Linked DNA regions of Bombyx mori: region 2 is linked to region 1. A link is a contact called in public Hi-C data. All regions are on one chromosome and are shown on one strand. The core of a region is the stretch at or near the end of the contact, and the rest is flanking DNA. Distances in the headings are between cores, read along the strand shown. Region 1 holds the start of LOC101741993 (ATP-citrate synthase). Region 2 overlaps LOC101741993 (ATP-citrate synthase).

Region 1 (5,034 bases), core at 1,626-4,125:
TGGACTTCTACAAATAATTCAAGATCAAAATTATCCAAATCGGTCCAGCCGTTCTCGAGTTTTAGCGAGACTAACGAACAGCAATTCATTTTTATATATATAGAAGATAGAAGAAGAAGATAGAAGATAGATAGATGACATTTTACACGAATCTTTGGTTTTCAATCAAATCAAAGTTTCTTATTACAAAAAAGTGAAGATAAGTGAAAATTATATTGTAAATATATGAGTATATCGCATCATTAGAATTGAAGTGATTTAATACACAATTCTTGTTTTTTTTTTTTGGTAAGCGCCAGAAATGTTATTGAAGAATTGTAATTTTTTAGTTTTTCGATTTTAATACTTCAAAGTAATTAAAAAATATTTTATTAATTATTAATATTATTTTTTTTATTGCCTTTGTAGGCAGACGAGCATACGGCCCACCTGATGGTGAGTGGTTACCGTCGCCCATGGACTTCAGCAATGCCAAGGGCAGAGCCAAGCCGCTGCCTACCGCAATAATTTAATACTTGCGCTTGATATAGAGCAAACGGAAATAGTACATTTGTCTTTATCTAAACTAAAAGAGACCATTTAATTTTATAAGCTGCTAGAATACATGTCTACAATTCGTTCTAAGTATTAAAATTTTCTAACTTTTTCTAACTTTTTCTTAACATTTTTGTTAAGCCACCTCAATTGTAAAGGTGTAATTTTTTATTTATTTATAGAGCCATACAGCTATTAGGTTAAGTCGGCTAAGGTGTCATTTAAAGAACTAATTTCGATATGAATATATTTTAAGTAGTATAAGTACCTAATAACTTTAAATACTTCTGTTTTTCTCAGCTTGTACAACTGTTTTTATGGTTTAATCTCATATTTATTTTTCTCATTGTTTTATTTCTTATGTTTTAATTACTTTAAAGTTTTCTTCATCGCAGGTGATATAATTTTATAATAATTCAATTAATTAGACAGAGGCACATTAGGGTTATCGCGATACAGATAATATTATTTTTATGAAAAATGTCTTGGCTAGAGGCCAAAAGTAAAGTAAACTGACCAAAGAGTATATCCAGTATTGAATTAAAACCTCAAATACTATTGCTATCCGACTATATAAACTAGGACTATTTATTGTAGACTCTTCGACTGCCCCAATATCGTATCCCCTCTTTATGATATCCTTCCAAATGACATCCCCTGGCTTATTAATATCAATTCTCTATTAAGTTTAGTCTATTCTAAGCATGTAAATATTCTATGTAAATTTTGATCTGCTAATAATATTTATCTTTAAAACAGTTAGTCTAACAAATATTTGTTTGTGCTGTTCTTAAAATCACAAATTTCCATATGGAAAAACTGACCAAACTTATTTGTATTTAAAAAAAAAAACTCTCTAAGCACAGGTCATTTTTGTGCATACTGTGACATTGGCAAAATCAATGGCAAAGGCATTGGAGCCAAACTTCTTTATAAAAAAAAAATATTGTAGACAATACACCTATAAGGCTTAAAATACACTCTACCATTTGTAGAAAACATTGAGTATTTAATCTGATATCAGAAAATGAAGTTTTTTTTCTGCGCATTGATGAGCATTATTTTATCGTGCAATAGGACGTTATGTACCAGATCTATAAGTGGATAAACGAGCCCGTTTTTATCTCCACAAAAACAACATTATATCTAAATTACAAAAGTAGCATGAAAAATATTTATTTATATACAATGCATGTCAGATTGAGATTTCTATATGGATTTTATAGTTATGAGCTTTAATTGATACTTTTTTTACTGGACCTCAAAACATGATATTCTACAGATCTCGTAGTCTTCTTTTTCTTGCCTTTATCCCACTATGTGGGATTGGGGCAACATGTCGTCTTTTCTCATTGAGACTTATCATCTTCAAATTCCCACTTTTCTCTCAAATATTCCCTTTCGAACGGGCCATCTAGTCTTTTAACCTTAACCATCTTTACATTAACGACTACTCAGATCCCATAATTTTTTCACTAAATTAATTGGCAAAATTTTCTATACGAAATAATGAGTTTAATTCAAGCAAAACCCCCAATCACACCTAATCAGAATTAGTTCAGGGGTTTATTCAATTTTCAAAATCATTAAACATTTTTTTTCACTACCTGTTCGCTGGTCTATTCCAGCTACGCCCGGACGGGATTAAAATATATATATTATTATATATTTCGGTTGAACTGTGTTTCGAAAACAAGCACTTCAATTTTATTAACAACACCGAATAAATTAGAAATACAATTAGAAAATCACAGCCTATAAACGATCGATTTGTATATGCAAATCATGTTTCCGTCGTACCATAAAAAATTAAAATAATTAATTGTCCCTAAGTATAATATTTTTCCGACACGAACACTACGCAACATTGCGTAAAATAAAATGTAATAAGCTGTCCCTATAAAGGTTAAGAATCGTAGCTTTGAAACAATCCGGCAATCATTGCTATATAATATGCTAATCATTAAATGAGTGCTGATATAGAGTCGAATTGACGAGCGAAAGCGACTTTCACCCGTTTAAAACGCTTCGCAATCGCTCACTAGACTCGACATTACTCGGCAAACGCTTAACATGTAACAACCGGCTTATCCAATCACTTCTTGTAAAATCAGTAATAAACAGATAACATTATCAAATACTTTTAAATTCTATTAATAAATACATTTACTAATACTCACTGATTGCAAAGCGGCGGGACGGCTGATGTCTGTAATCGATAGCTTATTGATAATTGTGAAATGATAATAAATTATAATCGTCGCGACCCGACGAACGCGTTATTAATCCGAATGATAGGAAACAGTGTGTGACAGAAAAATCTCCTTGTTCTGTCAATTTCTTTTTATGACGTTCTGATTTTCGTCTGTTAGTGTTGCAGCTTAAAAAAATTAAATAGAACTATTTTTGAATTTCATTTGTAGTTTCTAGGAATTATAAAGTCACCTTCAAAGCTAAATTCTTGAAGAAATCTATCTTCAAACTACCTTATTTTGTTTAATATTTTAATCTGATGAATATCAAAACTAATTTGATAAGAACTGAGCATTCAAACTTAATCAATATATGGACCAAATTAACTATATATGGATGAAAATCGATATTTTAACTTTTAAATCAAACACGATTAAAAATGCTTTAGTGCAGAAAAAGTTACACTTGGCTACTATACTGTTGTAACTTAATTTAGAAAAAACCTAAAAACTTTTTTTCTTTCATAACAATAATGGTCTAAGGGCTGGTAATACCAATGAGCAAGTTTCGTTCAGAAACTGGTCCCTTCCTTACTTTTTCAAATTCTTCATTTTACAAAATATATTTCAAGACATAAATTACTCGCAATATTTAATTTCTAAAATTACTCTTGAAAAAAATTTCTAGATGCAATTAATAGTTAAAATCTTAATGGAATTAACCTACCTTGCTATTAATTACAAGAATCGAATGCATAGGTTTGGTTAACCCAAAATTTGAGGTGGAACCAAGATTGCTTTGTTATGCTTCAAATTCATTTTTTAAATGTTCAAATGTTTCGTGTTAAGTAATGTAATAAAGTATGGCAATCCGGCAAGGGCGCATATTGTCTACCGCGTTGGGATGAATAAAAAGAGGCCACTAGGATATAAAAACCATTAAACACCACTTTATGGCACTGATTTCGCACGCAAGTAAAATTTTGCGGCACGTCATGAATTGTTCGGCAGTTATTTCTTTTGAAGGAAATTACACCCGAACAGGCCTGCTTTGTAAGCGCAAAAGGTACTGGAGAACTTATCGCCACGTCGTCGTCCTCGTATATACTTATCGTATCGTTTAAGACATTATCGCCTCAGTTACGGTATTCGACAAGGATGTATGGCATCACCGATCTTAATCATCACCTACACAGAGCTCTTAATGAGAATTACTTCCAAGAACGGTAATTTAAATTTAATCGAAGTATTGTCCATCACTAGCAGCTACTTTTTCCCATCTCTCAGGCAGAGTTCAGATTCCACGTCTGAAGAACTCCTCGTCTTTTGAGGCTATCCACGAATCAAACCAATTTTTGGTATCTTCATATGATGTAAACCGCTGCTCCGACAGAGCATGTGCCATTGACCGGAACAGATGATAGTCAGACGGGGCAATGTCTGGTGAATACGGCGGGTGAGGTAGTACTTCCCAAATAAGTGTTTTTAAATAATTTTTTACCGGTACCGCTACGTGCGGACGAGTATTATCATGGAGCAGAATAATTTTGTCATGTCTGGAGTAGTTATTGAGGGCGTTTTTCCTTGAGAGCTCGACTCAATCTTATCAACTGCGTTCGGTAGAGAGCTCCAGTGATTGTTTCGTCAGGATTAAGCAAATCGTAATACACCACACCCAGCTGATCACACCAAATAGACAGCATGAGTTTTTTTCATGAATATTCGGTTTTGCTGTGGATGTTGACGCGTGGCCAGGTAGTCCCCATAATTTTCTTCTTTTCGGATTATCATAATATATCCACTTTTCATCACCAGTGACGATTCGATGTAAAAAACTTTTTTTTTGGTGCCTAGCTAGCAGCATTTCACTCATGCATAATCGGCGTTCAACATCTCTCGGCTTTAATTCGTATGGAACCCAATTACCTTGTTTATGAATAATTCCTAACGATTTTAAGCGATGTGAGACTGCTTGCTGAGTGACTTCTAAAGTAAGTGCAAGTTCTTTTTGTGTTTGAGACGAATCTTCCTCCAATAATTCCGTCAATTCTGCATCCTCATAAATTTTGGCCTTCCACTGCGATCTTTGTCTTCTACGTCAAAATCACCGTTGTTAAACTTTTTAAACCACTCACGACATGTTCTCTCACTCAAGGCAGCCTCATTATATGCTTTTGTGAGCAATCGATGCGCCTCGGCTGCAGATTTTTTGAAATTAAAAAAGTAAATTAAAAGTTCCCGCAAATGACGCTTATTTGGTTCAAATTTTAACATTTTTGGATAAAAAAGAATATGATGCTAATACGGA
Region 2 (5,034 bases), core at 1,441-3,940, 40 kb before region 1:
TTCAGACTGGCCCCGCTCTTGGCGTCCAGGTCGGCGATGTGCGCCTCTTCAGGGTAGGCGTCCCTCCCGAAGGGCGGAGGGAACGTGACCTCGCCCCAGTTCTTCGCGCAGATGAAGTCCGCGGTCTGGTCCAGTTTCGCGGCCAGGTCCAGCAGGTATATCCTCTCGTTGGTGACCACCAGCGGATTGATCTCCATGTACGTGAAGTACAAGTCGATGTAGACCCGGTATAGGGACACTATGAACGTCGTCAGGGTCCTGGGAAAGAGATGATCCATGTATATATTGTATACTAGATTTTACCCGCGACTTCGTCCACTTGGAATAGCCCGGTCACAGCCCTCGTCGAACCCGTCGCTTGCGACGAAGGTCTCGACTAGTAAATTAACCCACAGACACAGCCCATTGAGTTTCTCGCCGGATCTTCTCAGTGGGTCGCGTTTCCGATCCGGTGGTAGATTCTGCGAATCACGGCTCTTGCTAGGGCCAGTATTAGTAACTCTTCCGGTTTGAGCCCCATGAGCTCACCTACACACGTTAGGGCGAAGCTGAAATAGCCTCTTAAGGCTATCAGCATAGGTAGGAAAAAAAAAGTGGAATAGTTCACAAATAGTGCTTCATTTTAGAACAAATTTGGTCAACATAAAAAACGTTATCGTGAGAGCCAACCTTAGCATATATAGACATATGCTGTCGCGGACTTTTTTTTGGATCTTTTAAAAGGGGAACAATTCTGTCATACATTATTTTAGCGAAACTTTAATCGTTTCTGCAGCGCACGCAGCGGAAGCTCTCAAAAGGGAAAAAAACTCCGGTTTTTAAACATTCTTTATTGGTGCTCCGCTTGTATTGGTCTTACCGTTATGCTATATAACCTAAAGCCTTCCTAAATAAATGGGCTATCTAACACTGAAAGAATTTTTCATATCGACCCAGTAGTTCCTGATCTCAGGAACTAGTTTGTTTGTTTGATCTTAGCGCGTTCAAACAAACTCTTCAGCTTTATTTTTATTTTTTTTTATTGCTTAGATGTGTGGACGAGCTCACAGCCCACCTGGTGTTAAGTGGTTACTGGAGCCCATAGACATCTACAGCGTAAATGCGCCACACACCTTGAGATATAAGTTCTAAGATCTCAGTATAGTTACAACGGCTGCCCCGCCCTTCAAACCGAAACGCATTACTGCTTCACGGCAGAAATAAGCAGGGCGGTTGTACCTACCCGTGCGGACTCACAAGAGCTCCTACCACCAGTAATAAATAATATTAGTATAGACTAGCGTATCCTTTTTGTTGGTAATTGTTTAGGTGGGTGGAAGAGCTCACAGCCCACCTGGTGTTAAATGGTTTCCGGAGCCCATAGACATCTACAACGTAAATGCGAGCTGTGAGCTTGTCCACGAACCTAATAAATAAATAAAAATATGTCATTGTAATTAAAGGTCCATTTTATTTGTATTAATATCAGTATACAATACAGTTAGATACTTTTTATTGAACTTCAATTAAGTTTACTCCGTTAAAATAGTTGAAAATTTTTTTTTTGTCATTTTTTCCATATTTTAAACTTTAAATAGCTCTCCTGTCAAGTTGCAAAAAAGTCGCTTAAACCAAATAGGCTTTCACTTGTCGATATATTTTATAGGTAACTAATACAATATACATGTAAACATCGTATATTTATCTATGTATGTGCGTGATCAATAACAAAAAACTATACCTTTTAGTAGATGGAGATTTGACGTTCTTCAACAAAACCCTCTCGACTTCTTCTCCCGTCGGGAAGGTGTCCACGGGCACCTGTCAATCAGGCTCCTCGTTAAAAACCTTCCTTAGATAACCAACAACTACCGTACCAAGTATTAAATCGATCAGGCAAACGAATCGATGCACCGGTCGGATTCGATAAATTTTCAAAACATCGATATTACATACTGTATGCGCGCGAGTTCATATCCAACGGGGCCAGAGGCGACGCGCGGGGGGCAGGTCGCCCCACCTTCGCTCGCCTCCCCGCATTTGTCTGACGTCGAGTGTTGTCCGTGACGGTTGTGACGCGCGCTTATCGATATCGAAAATTTACGCTAACGCTATTGTATTATTTAACCATGACTACTCCGCTTCCAACAAGTTCAGGTAGAAAAAAACCCTACTAAAAAAAGATACATACTGATTCCGACTCTGATCTGTCGGTTGTCTTTTCATCTGATAAGTGATTGAATTAGATTTTAATAAATATTTTTCTCTGTTAGAAATAAATAAGTAATTACTTATCACATTTATTTTATTCCACAAATTGCAAAATTACCTTAAGTTACATTAAAACCAAATTGACAGCTGTTGACTAAATCGGTAGTTTTTTTTTCCTACCTAATCTGATAGCCTTGAGAGGCTATATCAGCGTCGCCTTAACTAGTAGGTGAGCTCACGGGGCTCAAACCTGACGACGTTGCTAACACGAACCCTAGCAAGAGCCGTGCTTCGCGGAAACTACCACCGATCGGTAGTTATTATCGACATTACCACAATTAACTAGGTCACAGCACTACCGCATTCCTCAGGACGGGACATGAACTCGCGCGCCTGCTGTACAGTCGCACATCGCTCACCTCTAGTCGAATGGCCAGAGCGTCCACGTCTCCGACGTCGACCCCTCCCTGGTGGTGGAACAGGATGGTGTCGGAGCGCCGGCCCGACTGTATGCACAGGTACATCTCGTCGCTCTGGAAACATAACGAGTTAATTAGAACTACAAAGGGTTCTCTGGAACGGACATACCTTCTTAGCGTTCGAGATGTTAACATATAAAAGACGGCAAAAATTGGAAAATGTGCATATGTGTACTTGTGTGTGCGTGTGTGTTGTGTGTGTGTGCGTGTGTGTTGTGTGTGTGTGCGTGTGTGTTGTGTGTGTGTGCGTGTGTGTTGTGTGTGTGTGCGTGTGTGTTGTTTGTGTGGGCGCGTGTGTGTGTGTGTATGAGTGAGAGAGAGAATGATCTGTGTGTTTGTTTGGAGCATAGGGGACTATTCCAACTTCATGCGGAGCAGTAGCAGAATTGCTAACACTGAACAAGCACTTAGCACTAGCTAACACTTAGCAAGAACAGTGCTTCGCTGAATCTACCACCGGATCAGAATCGCGACCCACTTAGAAGATCCGGCGAGAAACTGAATGGGCTGTGTCTATGGGTTAATTCACACTTCGACTCCTACGAAGAGTTCGACGACCTGGGTCGGATATGTAGTTAGCGGTGTCCACGATAAGATGGTTATCGTGTCACGCTGCTTTTACAAAGTAGCGTTCTGACGCTTCCTTACGTGTCGGCTCTAAGTTTAAGTCGTCGTGAAGATTTTTTTCCACTAAAACAATTAATGTACCACAACACTACTCCATCATTGATTGACCAGTACAGCATGCTTCAGCCGTAAACATCATTAGGGTTGTGCGTCGAGTTAAATAAACAAACAGACATAGGGTACTCTCACCGGTTCGTGTTTGACGAAGGGCTCGACTATAAAGTGCCTCAGCCGCCCGACGCAGGCCCCTATCGTCTGCTCCTTGGCCATGTGCTCGCCGAGCCAACGCCGGACCTCCGCCGCAGTCTTGTTCACGCCGACCAGACCCAGTTTGCCGCGACGTTTGATCAGCTGGTCCGGCTTTACGACCAATTGCTGAAACGGGACGGCGATAGTGTTTTCGTTTCTTTCTAATACTGGTGGTAGGACCTCTTGTGAGTCCGCGCGGTTAGGTACCACCACCCTGCCTGTTTCTGCCGTAAAGCAGTAACGCGTTTCGGTTTGAAGGGTGGGGCAGCCGTTGTAACTATACTTGAGACCGTAGAACTTATATCTCAAGGTGGGTGGCGCATTTATGTTGTAGATGTCTATGGGCTCCAGTAACCGCTTCACACCAGGTGGGCTGTGAGCTCGTCCACTCTACTAAGCAAAAAAAATATTATAATTTCGTAGATGATTTTTTTCACCTACCTATGCTGATAGCCTTAAAATGCTATTTCAGCTTCTCCTTGACGTGTAGGTGAGCTCACGGGGCTTAAAACGGAAGTGTTGCTAACACTAGCCCTAGCAAGAGCAGTGCTTCGCAGAATCTACCACCGGATCGGAAACGCGACACACTGAGAAGATCCGGCGAGAAACTCAGCGGGCTGTGTCATGGGTTAATTTACTCGTCGAGCCCTTCATCGCAAGCGACGGGGTCAGCGAGGACGGTGACTAGTAGATGAATGGTACACACATGCAAACTGCCGACTTGACTTCGCAGGTCCATCGCATGAGTAACCTTCCACGCGGTCTGGTGTCTTCTACTTTGGCCCTAACGACAAGGCGCTTTATGGAGTTATTTCCTCGCTTGAAGAAGTGGCTATTGCTCGTGAGGCACATAGCGTCTGCCCACAGCCATAATACTTAATGAGGACCACGACCGCTCTGACAAGTGATACGGCAAGGAAAAACAAAAGATGAATCGACACGAGATCTAAGTTCTAGAGTATAATGGCGATCGCAATAGTGCTTCAACAGAAATAAGAGGGTTATTTAGTGCCTACCCGCGCGGGCTTACAAAGCATCTTGTGACGTTGTAAGGATACCTTTATTTTGTGATCACGTACATGTGTTATCCTGTTGGAATTCACGCAGGAGAATTATAATGTAAGGGCCAACGGTCTAAATTATGAAGAGAAACGCACTGCGAATGAATGCAGCGGGTAGTAGAGGATGAACCTTGCTCCGATGGCGGGTAGTACGATCGTGAAAAAGACGTCAAAGACATATCCTTAAAAATGCACAAGACTGTATTCAAGATTCCGTAGACTACAATACAAAGACAAGACAAGACAATACAAAAAAAAAACTCGCAGTTCCGTCACGTTGGCATTTCTGTATATAGCACAGATTACATCGCAGTATAGATTAAATACGTAAAGTATATTCTGTATAAGTCTTGGTTTTCATGTCGATTTATTTAGATCGCTGAAACTTTCATTCTATATCGGTGGTAGTCATTACGACTTAAAAGCAT

What was found. Hi-C and Micro-C count contacts between places; a contact is called where the count stands out from the background.
Region 2: a contact with region 1 is called in a Hi-C map of midgut, with 2.1 times the contacts expected there. The contact joins the enhancer-like site here to the promoter of LOC101741993 in region 1. A contact is called at or near these places in 2 of 7 Hi-C or Micro-C datasets (middle silk gland and midgut).

What each region holds. Positions count from the first base shown.
Region 1 is chr24:12,577,617-12,582,650 of ASM3026992v2, reverse strand. It overlaps LOC101741993 (ATP-citrate synthase), which reads right to left and starts at 2,875. Exons shown (of 23, transcript XM_038019691.2): 1 at 2,715-2,875.
Region 2 is chr24:12,617,572-12,622,605 of ASM3026992v2, reverse strand. LOC101741993 (ATP-citrate synthase) reads right to left here. Exons shown (of 23, transcript XM_038019691.2): 4 at 3,486-3,671; 5 at 2,610-2,723; 6 at 1,721-1,800; 7 at 1-258. Among protein-coding and RNA genes, the nearest start is that of LOC101741993, 40 kb to the right of the region's middle. Within about 2 kb of position 2,690, at least 4 of the 8 cell types and tissues checked have open chromatin away from gene starts, as enhancers often do.